Linked DNA regions of Sus scrofa: region 1 is linked to region 2. Evidence: chromatin contacts called from public HiChIP or PLAC-seq data. All regions are on one chromosome and are shown on one strand. The core of a region is the stretch at or near the end of the contact, and the rest is flanking DNA. Distances in the headings are between cores, read along the strand shown.

Evidence for each region. HiChIP or PLAC-seq counts read pairs in DNA pulled down with a chosen protein or histone mark.
Region 1: an H3K27ac HiChIP or PLAC-seq map of alveolar macrophages shows a contact between it and region 2. The contact joins two enhancer-like sites. A contact is called at or near these places in 2 of 47 Hi-C or Micro-C datasets (epiblast stem cells and fetal skeletal muscle) and 2 of 2 datasets of contacts at active chromatin or transcription factors (alveolar macrophages and skeletal muscle).

Annotation. Positions count from the first base shown.
Region 1 is chr14:101,149,614-101,157,265 of Sscrofa11.1, forward strand. All of the region lies in intron 2 of LIPA (lipase A, lysosomal acid type), which reads right to left. Among named protein-coding and RNA genes, the nearest start is that of LIPA, 8.7 kb to the right of the region's middle. Within about 2 kb of position 2,973, at least 16 of the 83 cell types and tissues checked have an H3K27ac peak or open chromatin away from gene starts, as enhancers often do. A contact at or near this core is called in alveolar macrophages, where this site is marked.
Region 2 is chr14:100,975,812-100,983,034 of Sscrofa11.1, forward strand. No RefSeq gene overlaps it. Among named protein-coding and RNA genes, the nearest start is that of FAS, 52 kb to the left of the region's middle. Within about 2 kb of position 4,895, at least 3 of the 83 cell types and tissues checked have an H3K27ac peak or open chromatin away from gene starts, as enhancers often do. A contact at or near this core is called in alveolar macrophages, where this site is marked.

The DNA.
Region 1 (7,652 bases), core at 1,723-4,222, 170 kb after region 2:
ACCCATGTTGGTCCCACCATCACAGTCACCTAAGCAGTTAGCACAGAGCTGGCAGAGACGCGGCCCAGTGATGGCCCGCCCGGGCGCTGCAGCCTGATGGGACCAACGTGGGTGAAACGCAGGAGGCCATTACTCAGGCTCCAAAAATCAATCTGCTGAGCCGCCGGCCTCACAAGAGGAAGAAGACCGATGTATGAGGAAGTTCCTCCTGCTTCCCAAGGCACTGGGCCTTTCCGCCAGGGGAGTGACTGGAGGGGTCTCCATGACACTCAAAAACTGCGAAATCAGGGGAGGTCCAACCAAGAACCAGAAGGAGGAAGAGGCGATCACAAGGATGAGGGCGTTGGCATGAAACAGACTTTGGTTCTCACTAGACATGAAACCCTTTAGGATTGCTATGGCTTTGGTGCAGGCTGGTGGCTATAGCTCAGATTGGACCCCTAGCCTGGGAACCTCCATATGATGCAGGTAGAGCCTAAAAAGACAAAAAAACAAGAAGACGACAGCCTGTAAATGGCATAAGGGCCCCCCTGTCTTTCTGCAGAAGTCATTTCTAGACAAATTGGAAACAAGGACCTGGCTTAGGGTGCACGTGCATCCTTGCCACCCCATGCTAAGTAATCAAAGTCAGGATCACCCCTCACTTTAGGCCTCCCTGCAACCATCCACGGGACTGGACAACCCTAAGTCCAAGAGCTGGTTCAAGTATCTGAAAGACAGGCTGTAGATCACCCAAAGTGCCAGGGCCCCAGTAGCTTCCTGAAACTGTGTCAACTACTTAAGATAAACCCTAGTGAGCATTCTAGCATCTGATCGATTTGTCATTATTACTAGTATTTGTCATACAGCTACTGATCCTGCGTTGTGTTTTACATGGACTACACTGTTGCCAGAGAGCTATTAAGATCCACCCCCATGTTAAAGATGAGGTGACTGGTGTCTGAAGAGAGGTTAAGTGACCTGCCCTAGAACACTCACCTAGCAGTGAGCCAGAACTAGAACCCAAGTCAGCCTCATTCCAAAGTCCTTGCTTGCAATCACAACTCTAAAGAAAACTTCATTCAAAAATAAAGAGGCAGGGGAGAGGAAGAGTGCTGAGAAATACCCTGTTTGTACCCAGTCACTTCAAAGCAAGCCAAGCACTATTTCCCAAAAGTGGCTCTATATCATAATCATCTAGGGTCACTTAAAAAAATTACACATTTCTCAGGAGTTCCCGTTGTGGCTCAGCAATAACAAATTAGACTAGAATCCATGAGGTTGCAGGTTCTATCCCTGGCCTCTCTCAATGGGTGGGGGATACAGCGTTGCCATGAGCTGTGGTATAGGTCGCAGACATGGCTTGGATCTAGTGTTGCTGTGGCTGCAGTATAGACCGGCAGATGTAGCTCCGATTCTACCCCTAGCCTGAGAACTTCCATATACCGCAGGTGTGGCCCTATAAAGACCAAAAAAAAAAAAAAAAAAAAAAAAAAAAAAAAAGGAGTTCCCGTCGTGGTGCAGTGGTTAACAAATCCAACTAGGAACCATGAGGTTGCGGGTTCGGTCCCTGCACTTGCTCAGTGGGTTAACGATCTGGCGTTGCCGTGAGCTGTGGTGTAGGTTGCAGACGTGGCTCAGATCCTGAGTTGCTGTGGCTCTGGTGTAGGCCGGTGGCTCCGATTAGACCCCTAGCCTGGGAACCTCCATATGCCGCGGAAGCGGCCCAAAGAAATAGCAAAAAGACAAAAAAAAAAAAAAAAAAAATTCTGGCCCTAGTCCTGATTTAAGGAGCCGGGAACTCCAGGGACAGAGCCTGGAAATCATTTTTGAGACGTTCCCTTGCCTCTTGCGATAGAGCCCATCTATAGCCATGTTCAAGGTGGATCCATCGAAAGGTGAGTGTGTCCAGTCCTCTGCAGTGCTGGGCGGGCCCATCGAATGTGGAGATCCTGGGTCTGCATCCAACAGACCCCTGGAGGCAGTTCTAGGGCCCCCTACTCAAGAATTATTGAGTATAGACTTTCATTTATCCAAAGCAGGGGGCGATTGAGTGAATTTTTGTAGTCTATGTCTAGTTTGAAGAATTGGTCTCAAAAACCAGCCCCAAACACCATAAACAAGTCACATTAGTGGGAAGCCTCAGCCACCTTACATGCACATGAAGAAGAAATAAGGAGAGGCTTATCTCCTAAGTATTTATCCCCAGAAACTTAAGCAATGGAAGCTGGTACACTTGAGGTTATCAAAATCAAGCACTTTCCACACTTTACAAGCCTTATTTCATCTAACTTTTACAACCACCTATGAAGTGGCAAGTATTATTCTTCTCATTTAGTAGATGAAGAAATTAAAACTTAGTGAGCTCAAGTACACTGTCGAGGTCATGCAGCTAGTTAAAGTAGCAGAGCCAGGACTTAAACCCAAGGCCAATGCTGTGAGCGTGCTCCCATTTAACCACTGGGTGTCCAGCCTCAAAGTGCTCTTGAACAAGGAACATGCAGAGCTTTGGCCAACCCAATCCCCAGGAGGTCCCGGGACTATAGGAGCGGGTAGACTGAAGCCTTGGGCAGGAAGAAAGCTCAAGGCCCACTGCGGAAAACCAAGGTTACAGACCTCACCACCAGCATAATAACTTATTATTTACTGTCTTAACTGCTATGAAGTAAATGCATAGAGAGCTATGAGAATATGCACCCAGGAGCCTGTCTGAGTGTGGGCAGCTGGGGAAATCCTCCCTGAAGCAACCTTGAGGCTGAGGACAGAGACCAGGGAAGAGCCCTCAAGCAGGAGGAGAAGGAGCCCTGGAGGAAGGAGGGGTGCTGAGCAGAGTGCTCTCTTCCTTTCCACTCTGACGCTTTGCTCCAGCCCTCACCTGCAGTTAGGAGACAAATTGTGCTGTGAAGCGGACACTGCCTTGTGGTACTCATTAGGCAGAGGGTCTGAACACAGCTCCCTACCCAGAGTGCCATCAAGGTCCAAGCAAGCCCGGCACTGCTTAATAGCCCATCTGTCCAGGGCCTTCGGGAGGCGAGGAATTATATCCAAGCTGATCAAGGCCTCTGCATTTAGGAAATGGTTTCCCTAGGAACCACATAAAAGGGAAGAGGAGAAAAACCAGAAATTGGTCAGAATCCTAAAATATACAATCAAAAAAAAAATGTTTTTTTAAAACCACAGGCCAGTGACTTTTCCCCCAAAGACCTAGCTCACAAGCCACGTGGTAGATTTTCAAATATGACTCACAAAAAGTTCATTGGGCAACCCCTGATGATTCTTTCCTAAGGCAAAGTTCAAATAGCCTGTTTCTGCAAGAAGGCAATTACTTAACAGCCTAAAATGCACTTTACTTATTGGACCATCAAACACACAATGCTCTTCAGACATAAGTATTCCAATACCGGTGCTTCATTTGCTAATTGCTTTATTTTACAGTTTATTTCCCGGTTTGGCAAGAAGTAAGTGATCATTGGTACTTTATGTATTTTAGGCAAGGCCTTTATTTATTTCCCTATTTTAGACAAATAAATAAATATTCTTACTATCACAGAATTAATAGCTTGCTCAATACTTATTACGTAAGATCGAATACTCCAGTGCAAAGAACAGTGAATCTGATGGCAGACTGACTGGGCCACTATCCTTTGACCTCAAGTAAATCCCTTTCCCTCTTTGAGTCTCACTGTCTGGTCCAGTAAAATGAGAGTGTTGTTCTAGAACATGGGTTCCCAAACCCAGGGATTTTACCTTGGAATACACTGGGGAGTTATGCTAAAAATGCAAGCTCTCCAGGAGTTCCCATTGTGGTAACAAACCAGATAAGCATCCATGAGGATGTGGGTTCGATCCCTGGCCTCGCTCAGTGGGTTGAAGACCCAGTGTTGCCATGAACTGTGGAACAGGTCAAAGAAGTGGCTCAGATCCCGAGTTGCTGTGGGTGTGGTGTAAGCCAGCAGCTGCAGCTCTGATTCGGCCCCAAGCCTAGGAATTTCCATATGCTGTAGGTGCAGCCCTAAAAAGAAAAAAAAAAAAAAGAAAGAAAAGAAAAAAGCAAACTCTCTAAATCCCTGGCCCTGGCAGGACTCAGATGCTTCTAGTGCTACCACCCCATGACTTTCTGAAATCAGGCTGAGCAGATGAAAAACATAACCACTTCCCTAAGCAACAGATTCTGAACTTCAATTCTCTTGTGGAGTTAGTGCAAATGAGGGGTAGCTCAACACTCGATAGATAAGTTTGTTAACATTTAGAAACATATATCTACTCCATACGTTGCCAAGAGTTTTCTAAATACACATTTCAAGCTGCCTAATTAGTAGAGGTCTGACCAGACAGGCAAATGATTATCTATATCAGGGGATTCTTTACTGGGTCCATAAGCTCTCGGCAGCTGAATATAAAATATTTGTGTGCCCAGGTGCCCTCCCTCCCTCCCTTCCTTCCTCCCTTCCTTTCTTCCTCCCTCCCTTCCTCCCCTCCTCTCTCCTTCCCAACCCCCTCCCTCTCTCTCTTTTTTTCTTACCAGAGAGAGGATCCATTGCCTTCATCCACTTTAGAATCCCAATTTTGAAGACTGCCCCATATAACTCTTACTTAGGCCAGCCACTCAGAAGGCATGTTGCTGCTGGTTGCTGTGAGAAATACAAAGCAGGCAAAGATGCAGCTTCTGCCATCAGAGTGGCTGCAGAGAGGGAGGGTGGGGAGAGAGGAGTACACAAAGTCAACCCCAACGCAGAGTAAGAAAAGCACCTCGAGGCGACGAGGCATTTGGGAGTTCTGAGGAAGTGCATCTCCTTCCTGCACAAGCGAACGGGGAAGTTGGCAGTTAAGCTGGAAGGATGGAAAGGATTGTTTTTAGAATGTATAGCAATGAAGATGGTGGCCAGAGGAGTTCCCGCTGTGGTGCAGTGGTTAACGAATCCGACTAGGAACCATGAGGTTGTGGGTTCGGTCCCTGCCCTTGCTCAGTGGGTTAAGGACCCAGCGTTGCTGTGAGCTGTGGTGTAGGTCACAGATGCGGCTCGGATCCTGTGTTGCTGTGGCTCTGGCGTAGGTGGGTGGCTACAGCTCCGATTCCACCCCTAGCCTGAGAACCTCCATATGCCACAGGAGCCGCCCCAGAAAAGCCCCCCAAAAAAAGACGGTGGCCAGAGTGAGCACCATTCCAGAGGGGCATGTGACCAGCTGAGGCCCAGGGAGAATTTAACAAAAGGGAAATAACTCACTTGGATTTGAGTATGTCAAAGAGTAGTTCTTTGATATGTATTAACATAACAGATACAACATCAGTTATACCACTCCTGATTTGGCTATGGCACCAATTTAAACCTGGACAGTTGGGAAATAATAAATGTTTCTTAAATGGTGGGTACGGGTAGCTGGCAACCATGGTTCTCAAGCACTCCTCATGCTTGTGAAAGGGATATGAGGAGAATACGGTATTCTATCCAATTCTACAAAAGATACCACAGACCTCACGGCTTCTAACTGTAATCACTAGTTTGGGGAATCATGAAGTTCTCTGCACATATCCATGGTGAACTTCGAAGGTCCACTGCTGTATAAAGTGAGGGTAAACAGGACAGACAACAGCTAGAACAAAACAGCGAGGAAGAGTGTTATCTTCATTGATTAGGCTCATGAAGACCACTGAGTGGCAATATCATAGAATTACACCTGGGCTCTAAGAAGCTTAATCCTGCAAAACTTCATGAGCCGGACAAGAAGAGGGAGGCTGGCAGAAAGGAAAGCAATTGGCATGGGTGGAGGAGCCATGTGGCCTAGCCTTGCCATCATTAAAAAACCTCCAGTGACACTCAAGCGAGGCTCTACGTACAATCAGAGGAGACCCCTGTGACAGGACAAAAGGATGCTTAGCACGCAGCTTTAAACTAGAGTTCCACAAGGAATGTGGTGCCGATAAAGAAATAATAGAGATGGCAGAATAGCAGGTCCCCAGCCTAGTTCCCTCACAGAAACTCCAATGTAGCAACTATTCAGAGACAAGAATGCCTTTGTTAGCATCTCTGAACCCAGGGGTGAGGTTGCAGCACCACAGTAGAACACAAAACTGAGAAAAATGACACTAAAAAGGGCAAGAGGAATAGTTTCTTCTCATCCTTGATAAATGAATAAAGTTTTAATGTATCTTGCAGTGACTTATAAATAGTACAGATATCTGGCATTATCTTCTTATGCAAATTTTACAAGCATTAATTTCTTAAAAGATAAGCAGACTGAACTTTCTTATTCCTGTTTTGAAAATCCTTTCTCTCAGCTTCTGAGTTTATTTCAGATGACCAGGTAAATGGTCACCAGAGCATAAAGTAGGGTGGTGGCCTGGCAAAGGGAAGAAAGGGCTGAACTGAAGTCATAGACCATGGGGATACTAGAGAGGACCTGACAGCTCCTTGAGGTTGGGAGTCAAGAGAGACTGCGCAGATCTGGTCCAGGTCATTAGGAGGAGGAGGGTGTCATTAATAGAGGAGGAAGTCAGGAGGGGAAGTGGCAAGGATGAGCTGGGTTCCACGTTGGGTGTGAAGGATTGTGTGTACTCTTTTCGTTTGTCTGGCTTCAATAAGCCAAAGTAGCACCACTGACAACACTGCTCCTGAACAGGAATGAAGGACAGTGCAGAGACAGCCTCAGCTCCAGGCTCTGCCTTGGACCACGGAAATGCAAACCATCAGAGAAACACCTCTGCAGTTTTCACAAATTCCTTTAGATAAGAGTTATTTGCCACAGATTTCCTCTAAAACTGGCCTCACTCACAGCAGGTGGTACATACATATCCTTGATTCTCTACAGGAGGCCTCTGCAAAACAGAGGAAGAAGATGGGGACTTAATGCTATTAAGCAATTAAAGGGGAACTCTGAGATCATCCCAGCCAATTGACTGTTTTTATAGATGAAGGATCCAAGGCCTGCAGAGGTGAAAGCACAGAAGTACTTATGGGGCAGATGCATTGAGGTCTCCTGACTTCCTTCTACCACCTGAGGGCAAATCAAGAAGGCTGCTCACTTTCCAGGCCACAGCACCTTCACCTGCAATGGTCAAGATACACAACGGAGGACATGTGGCACTACTGGCTTTAACTGCTGTAGGAGCCAGAAGCCTGGAGGTGGATATGGAAAAAGAAGAAGAGGCACATTCTCTAAGCATGTTCTTACCAAGGGCCCCTGCATCTTTTAACAATGGCTCACATAATTAATTATAATAGTCAACTAACCACTTTTAAGATAAGCACTATTAATAATTTTTTTTTTATATGGGATCTGAAGTCAGCACACAGTTCCTTTTTTTAAAAAAGGAATTGGGAGTTCCCATCGTGGCACAGTGGTTAACGAATCCGACTAGGAACCATGAGGTTGCGGGTTCGGTCCCTGCTCTTGCTCAGTGGGTTAAGGATCTGGCATTGCTGTGAGCTGTGGTGTAGGTCGCAGATGCGGCTCGGATCACGAGTTGCTGTGGCTCTGGCGTAGGCCGGTGGCTACAGCTCTGATTCAACCCCTAGCCTGGGAACCTCCATATGCCGCAGAAGTGGCCCAAAGAAATAGCAAAAAGACAAAAACAAAAAACAAAAAAAAAGGAATTGAAATCAAGATCATATGTTCACTTCGAAATAAAATGTTTTGTGTGTCTTGAGCAGAATTAAAAATAGAAGTCCTCACTG
Region 2 (7,223 bases), core at 3,645-6,144:
AAATGATACGAATAGAAGGGAAGAGAGAAGTAAGATCTAAAAAAATAAAGTTCTGTGAGGACTATCCGACTCTATTAGGAAGAGAAATGTAAGGATAATGGGTATCCCTAAAATAGAAGAGAAGGAGAAGGAAAGAGGTAATTTATTTAAAGAAATAATAGCTGAGAATTTCCCAGGCCTGGGGAAGGAACACATACAAGTCCATGAAACTAAGAGAGCACCGAATTACCTCAACACAAAAAGACTTTCTCCAAACCACAAAATCTGAATTGACTGATCACTAACAAGGATTGAAACAGTAATCAAAAGCCTCCTCAACACAAAAGTACCAGGACTCTGTACTCTTCAGAGGAGGGGGAAATATTGCATGAGTTTCCTCTTATAGTGTCAAGAAGTAATTTACTTCAAAAAGAATACAAAAGGGGGAAAAAAGGAAAAAAAGGATCCAGAAAGACTAAAACACAATCTTGAGTCTATCTTTCCTGGAAAAATACAATTATGTACACACACACACACACACACACACACACACACTAATTTGCCCCATTGTTTTTTCTTCCTGGAACTTTCAAAAATCACCATGAGGTCAAATTCACTTTATTCCTGATTTCTTTGGATCTTATTGTCTAAATAACCATCACTTTATCATTTGCTATCATATTCCTTGATTTAGACAGTTGATTGATCTATTATGTAATTCCATAGCATTGTTAGTTATCACTAATGAATTTATAATTTTACATCTTATCTCCCCAAATGCGTTGTGTACACACACATACACACACACACACACACACACACATAAATATATATGTATATTAGGGTTGCACCTGCAGCATTTGGAAGCTCCTGGGCTGGGAGTCTAATCAGAGCTAGAGCTGCCAGCCTATGCCACAGCAACGCCAGATCCAAGCCGAGTCTTCATTCTACATCACAGCTCATGGCAACGTGGTATCCTTAATCCACTGAGCAAGGCCAGGGATCGAACCTCATCCTCATGGATACTAGTTGGATTCATTTCTGCTGAGCCACAAAGGGCACTCCAGATTGAAAATTCTTTAATAAGAGCGTAGGTATTATAGTTTTGGAGTCCCAGAGCTCAGTGATTTGAGAATTTGTGCACCTTGTAAATCATGTTGCTTGATCAAGTGAGCTGGTATTTTAATGTGAATAATCGGTGGTTTGTTTTTATTTTTCAACTTTCTGTGTAACTTTAGCAAATGCCTTCTATTCCTGATATCATCACTAAATTCTATTTTAATATTTAAAAGCCCATCCCAAGTCCATACTTTGTAAGAAGCCCTTTCAGAACCTCCAAACCACAAGCATTGACATTTTTGATCTACATAGCTCTTTTAGAAATTTACCAACTCTATATTTTAGCTTATGTAGTGCATTGTATTCACCTTCAAGTTACATTGTAACTTATATTTTCACATTTGCACCTTTTGGTAAACATGCTATGGGAAATTTTTTTTTAATGGCCACACCCAAGGCATATGGAAGTTCCCAGACCAGAGATTGAGTCTGAGCCACAGCTGCCAGCTATGCCACGGTTGCAAGCTATGCCACAGTTGTGGCAACTTGGGATCCTTTAACCCATTGTGCCAGGCTAGGGATCAAACCTTCGTCCTAGCGCTGCAGAGACACTATCAATCCCATTGTGCCACAGCAGGAACTCCTGCTGTGAGCAATTTGACTGCAGAGATCACAGAAAGTGTGCATCCTGAAGTCAGAGGCCAGGGACTAACAGGTTATAGGATTCTGATACCGTGCCTGAAGGATGCTCCATAAATGTTTGTGGACTAAATTAATAAACACCTTGAACCCTCTTAATCTCATTTTTCATCTGTTAAACAGGAATAATTATATCTGACTTAGAGGAATTGGGAGGACTAAAAGACATAATGTGTTAAACGCTATCATATATAATATAAACTGTTTATTTCGGGACATACTATTAGCATTTGCCTGTTTTTGATTTCCCATAGACTTAGCGTGTTGTCTTTCCATTTTTCGCCTTGCCTTTGAAGGGAAATAAACCCAATGTATTTTCTATCCGTTCTCTCACTGTACTCCCCTTACTTCATTCATGGCACTTACTATGATACATAGTTTCTGGTGTGCCCACCAACATTATCATTAGCATTTTTTTCTAGACATCCAATCACACTGTGGTTTGTTTAACTCTTTGCCACTTGTGCACCTTGCACAGAGTCTCACAATCCATGTGGACTTTCTACTGAGGATTATCGTATCTGAGCTGCATGATGCAGGCAGTCCTCCTGGATCACTTGTGTGAGTCACCCCTCCGGACAAAAGAAAACAATCTCTGCTTCCACTCTGCCCTCAGTGATGAGATAAAGAGAATAAACTACCCTTTCCTCTGAGGGATGTTGGAGACATACTGGCAGGAATAGGTGGGAAATTCCTCCCTTGGGCTGGGAAGTGCATTGGCTCCTCAGGGAGGTTTATTAACTCCTTCAGGACAAAAGGACTCATTTCCTAACCACCTTCTTAAGCAGGAATTTTCTAACTACGAGTGCATAACATATTCATGTGCACACAAATATTTGAAAGTGTAAAAGTCACCAAAGGAGTTTGTGAAAAATGTAGATTTCCCAAGCTCTACCCACTGGGAGATTGATTTGCTAGGGGTAGTGCCCAGGAATCTGCATTTAATAGTCACACCTCTCCCCCTCCCCATAATATTGATGTGAATGGTCCTCTGGCCCCAGTTAAGGAAGGATTGTTAGGCTACCAAAAATTCTTTTCTCCAGATTGGTCAGCACCTCCCTTGGCAGGGCCAGGTTCGTCCAAAAGCCACATGTGATCCTAACTGGGCGGGTGGGGTGATGACCTTACTGCTCTGTTGTTGCTTTGACAACATGAATTCCAGTAGAACCAGAAGCCATCAATGGAGTTAGTCATTTAGATCCTCGACTGTTTAAAGGATGACCTCAAGACCCCCAAATCCTGTCCAGTCCCAGATGATACACTTTTTTTTCTTTTTAGGGCTACACCTGCAGCATATGGAGGTTCCCAGGCTAGGGGTCAAATCAGAGCTACATCTGCTGGCTTATACCACAGCCACACCAACACCAGATTTGAGCTGCGTCTGCCCCCTACACCACAGCTCTCGGCAATGCCTGATTCTTAACCCACTGAGCCAGGCCAGGGATTGAACCCGCATGCTCACAGATACTAGTCAGATTCATTTCCACTGTGCTGCAGTGGGAACTCCCCAGATGATACACTTTTAGGGTGTTCCGGAATATGTTCAGAGAAAGACGACTAATTTGAAGAAGAGTTTAAAACCATGACATATATGGAGTGGCTGAAAGACCAACAGGTTCTGAAGGCCTTGGGAAAGGAGTCCTTAGATAGCTGCAGCACTGCTCTTATAATTAGGTGAGTGGAGGGGCATTCATTCTGTGTAGCTCCAGAAGCCAAAACATATTTATCCCAGCAGAGTGAATCCTGATCTGTACTCCCATCCTTCAGTGCATTCGGTTCAATGATTTGTCTCACAAATATTCCTGTGACCATGCTGACACCAATTTGCAGCAAAAATAAATTTAAATAATGATCAAATTTTGATTCCATCTTTGAATGTGAGAACCATATTTTAGTCTCTAGTCATTGCAAATTGTCCTGGTACTTTCCTCATTTCATCTCCAGGTCTTTGCTCCCTCAATTTCCACTCTCTAAGGTGTCTTTCCTGGTACGTCTCCGGCTGGTGACCTCCTATTTATTCTTTTCTTTTTTCTTTTAAAAAAATGTTTTTATTAAAGTATAGTTGACTTGCAATGTTCTGCCAATTTCTGCTATACACAAAGTGACCCAGTCATACATATATGTACATTCTTTTTCTCATATTATCTTCCATCATGTTCAATCATAAGTGATTGAATCCCTCTGCTATAAAGCAGGACCTCTTTGCATATCCATTCTAAACATAATAGTTTGCACATTTATTCTTAAAATTAGACAACTCCTCTAGGAAGCCCTCCTTGATTTCCAGGCAGAACTAATTCTCATGTGGCTCTTGTGATTCTCCATGTCTTGAGAATGAGGCATTAACTTTTAGGGGGAGTGTGGAAATTCCCAGGCCAAAATCCAACCTGCACCACAGCAGCAATCCAAGCCATTGCAGTGATAACACTGAATCTTTAACTTGCTGCACCACAAGAGAATTCCTAACTGTCCTTTGTTTCTGGCTGTCGTTTCAAGTAGGCTTATATAGCAAGCAGCCTTGGAAGATAGATACAATGTCCCCTTGGGAAGGCCATGGCAAATTTGCTTGCTCTGTAGCATGAAAGATGCAGGTTCCCTAAAATCAGGGGACCTCAGCTATAAAGCAAGCCCTCCGGAATACACACACACACACACACACACACACACACACACACATATATTTTTTTCCCTTTCTGTCTTTTTAAGGCTTCACCACATGTGGAGATTCCCAGGCTAGCGGATGCCGGATCCTTAACCCACTGAGTGAGGCCAGGAATCCATCCTCATGGATGGATACTAGTCAGATTCATTTCAGCTGAGCCACCATGGGAACTTCTGGAATAATGTTTTAGAATGGGATATAGATAAGTGATAAATCACTCCCAGAAGAATATGTCAGAACAAATGATAGACCATGTCATCCCAGCCATGAAGGAGAGGCATCAGAAAAACAATTTGTAGGGTCAAAACAAACTCCCACAGAGATGAGCACCAAATTCTATATAAGCCCAGACACACTTGACCACAGCAGCCCCACAACCCTTTGGCTTGCTCACTTCCTTTCCCCTCCCCACTGCTTTTCCTCACAGAGAAAGGAGGAAAGGCAGAGAGAAGAGAGGAAGTGGGCAGGAGTTGTTTGCCAGATGTCCTTAATGGCCTCACGCATCATGTGTTTTTGCCTGTCAGCACCATAGCCTTCCCCTGAAAGAGGGTGCAGCTCAGCTGTGGCTGCTTAGAGCTACGTTTCTGCTCCCACAATGAAGCATTTTGGATAATCACCCAATAGTTGGATGATCTTAAGAAAATACTGGACTCCCAATTCATGCTGCTTTCCTTGGACCTGGTGGTGCATCAGAGATTGTCGAGTAGGGTTTAAATATGATTTCATTCTCAAGGGGATGCCTGGTGAGAGGGGCCCCAACAGTTTCAAAAAGTCCTGACAGCTGAGCATAAAACCAAATATTTATTTACCAGAATGTTTGCTCCAATATGATTCAGAATAGAAAAAGAATCTGAAAAATATCTGATTACCAATAATACAGGTTCTGTTAAATAGTTTATTTGATGCCAATATGTTGGAAGAGTACTATTTAGGTATTTTCTAAATCATGTTTGCATGAAAATTTGTTCAAGAGATAAAATATCTCTGAAATATGTTAAGAGACAAAGGAAGATATGAAAGACTGTATACAGTATGGTCCTCATTTTACAGCATATATGGAAGATATTGACATCAAAATATTCATGGTGATTATATCAGATGGTTGAAATCAAGAATGAATTGTTGATTTTTCTCTCCTCTTTGCAGTTGAAAAATTTTGTACATTAAACAATTATTATTTACGTAATCAGAAAAAGTGCATATTAATAAAATAGTGGTAAACAAAAAGTAAAATCTCCTGAGAAAGATGATGTGTGGTCTTTTTGAGAAATATAATCAAGTTTGAGAGAAAGCAGAAAGCCTAATAAAACAGGTACCGAAATCATTTTAATGGATAAAAAGACTCAATATTGTAAAAATATCACTTCTCCTCAAATAGCTCTATAAATTTAATGCACATCCAATCAAATTCCAAGGAAGTTTGTGTGTCTCTGCCTATGTACATGTAGAAATTAATAAGATGCCATGCACATGGTGGTATATGGAATAAGTGGGCAACAGGAGCTGTGTCGTACAGGGAGCTCTACCCAATGTTCTGCGATAGTCTATGTGGGAAAAGAATATGATAAAGAATGGATGTGTGCATACATGTATAGCTGAATCACCTTGTTGTACAGCAAAAATGATCACCTGGTAAATCAACGATACTTTAATAAAGCTTTAAAAAATGGAAAAAAGAAATTAAGGCCTCTATAATTTGTATGAGAAATGAGAAGACCCAAGAATAACTAAGTCGATATTGCAAAAGAAACATAAGCCTGAAGGTCTTAAACTGCTAGATAAAAAGGCTTGCTACTGAGCAGTTAATCCGTTTCAGTGGGGCACTGGTACAAGAACAGACAACCAGAGCAATGGAACAGAAAGCAGAGTACGGAAACAGAACCACATACGGCTCTTTGATTACTTAAGTGCAGTAGGGAAATGTCAGTCTTGAAAAATGAGGCTGTGTCAAGTGGACACGCTTACGAAAAAAAACTTCACCTCTATGTCTCACTGTAAACCAAATTAATTCCAGAGAGACCGATGTTATGACAAATAAAATAACAAAGCATCTAGATTAAAGAACAGAAGAATGTCTTCATGACTTCGAAGTAGACAAAGATTTCCTCATACACTAGAAAGCACTAACCAGAAAAAGGATGCATTGAACTGTATATTTTAATTAAAGATAGCTCTTCATCAAAAGACATCACTACAGAATGGGAGAGGACATATGCAAAACATGTCTCAAAAGGGTTCACATACCGAATATATATATCTTTAAAGCTCGTAAAAAGGAAAAAAAAAATCAAACAATGCAATAGGAAAAAATAGACAAAGGAGATATTCAAAAGGACAATCAACATAAGAAAAGGTACTCAACTTTACAGGTTATTAAGGTAATGCTAACTCAAAACAATTTCAATAGCAGTTCACCATTACATGAAAGGCTAAAATGAAAAAGATAAGTAATTTCACACACTGGTGATATCATGGGTCAGCCACACGCTCCTGCCCCTGTGATCAGAGCCCATGTTGGTATAGACACTTTGGCGTACTCCTTAACTATTTAGCAGTATCTAGCAAAATTGAACATGAGTGTTCTTTATGACCCAGCAATTTCATTTGTGAAAGTACACAAATTTGTGAAGAAATGCATACAGCTAGTCACCATAAAATGTGTAGCAAAATATGCACAACAGAATTATTTATAATAGCCTCAAATTGAAACCAAATCAAATGTACATCAAGAGTAAAATGAATAGAAAAATTGTGGTGCCATTTTCGGAGTTCCTGTCGTGGCACAGTGGTTAACGAATCTGACCAGGAACCATGAGGTTGCGGG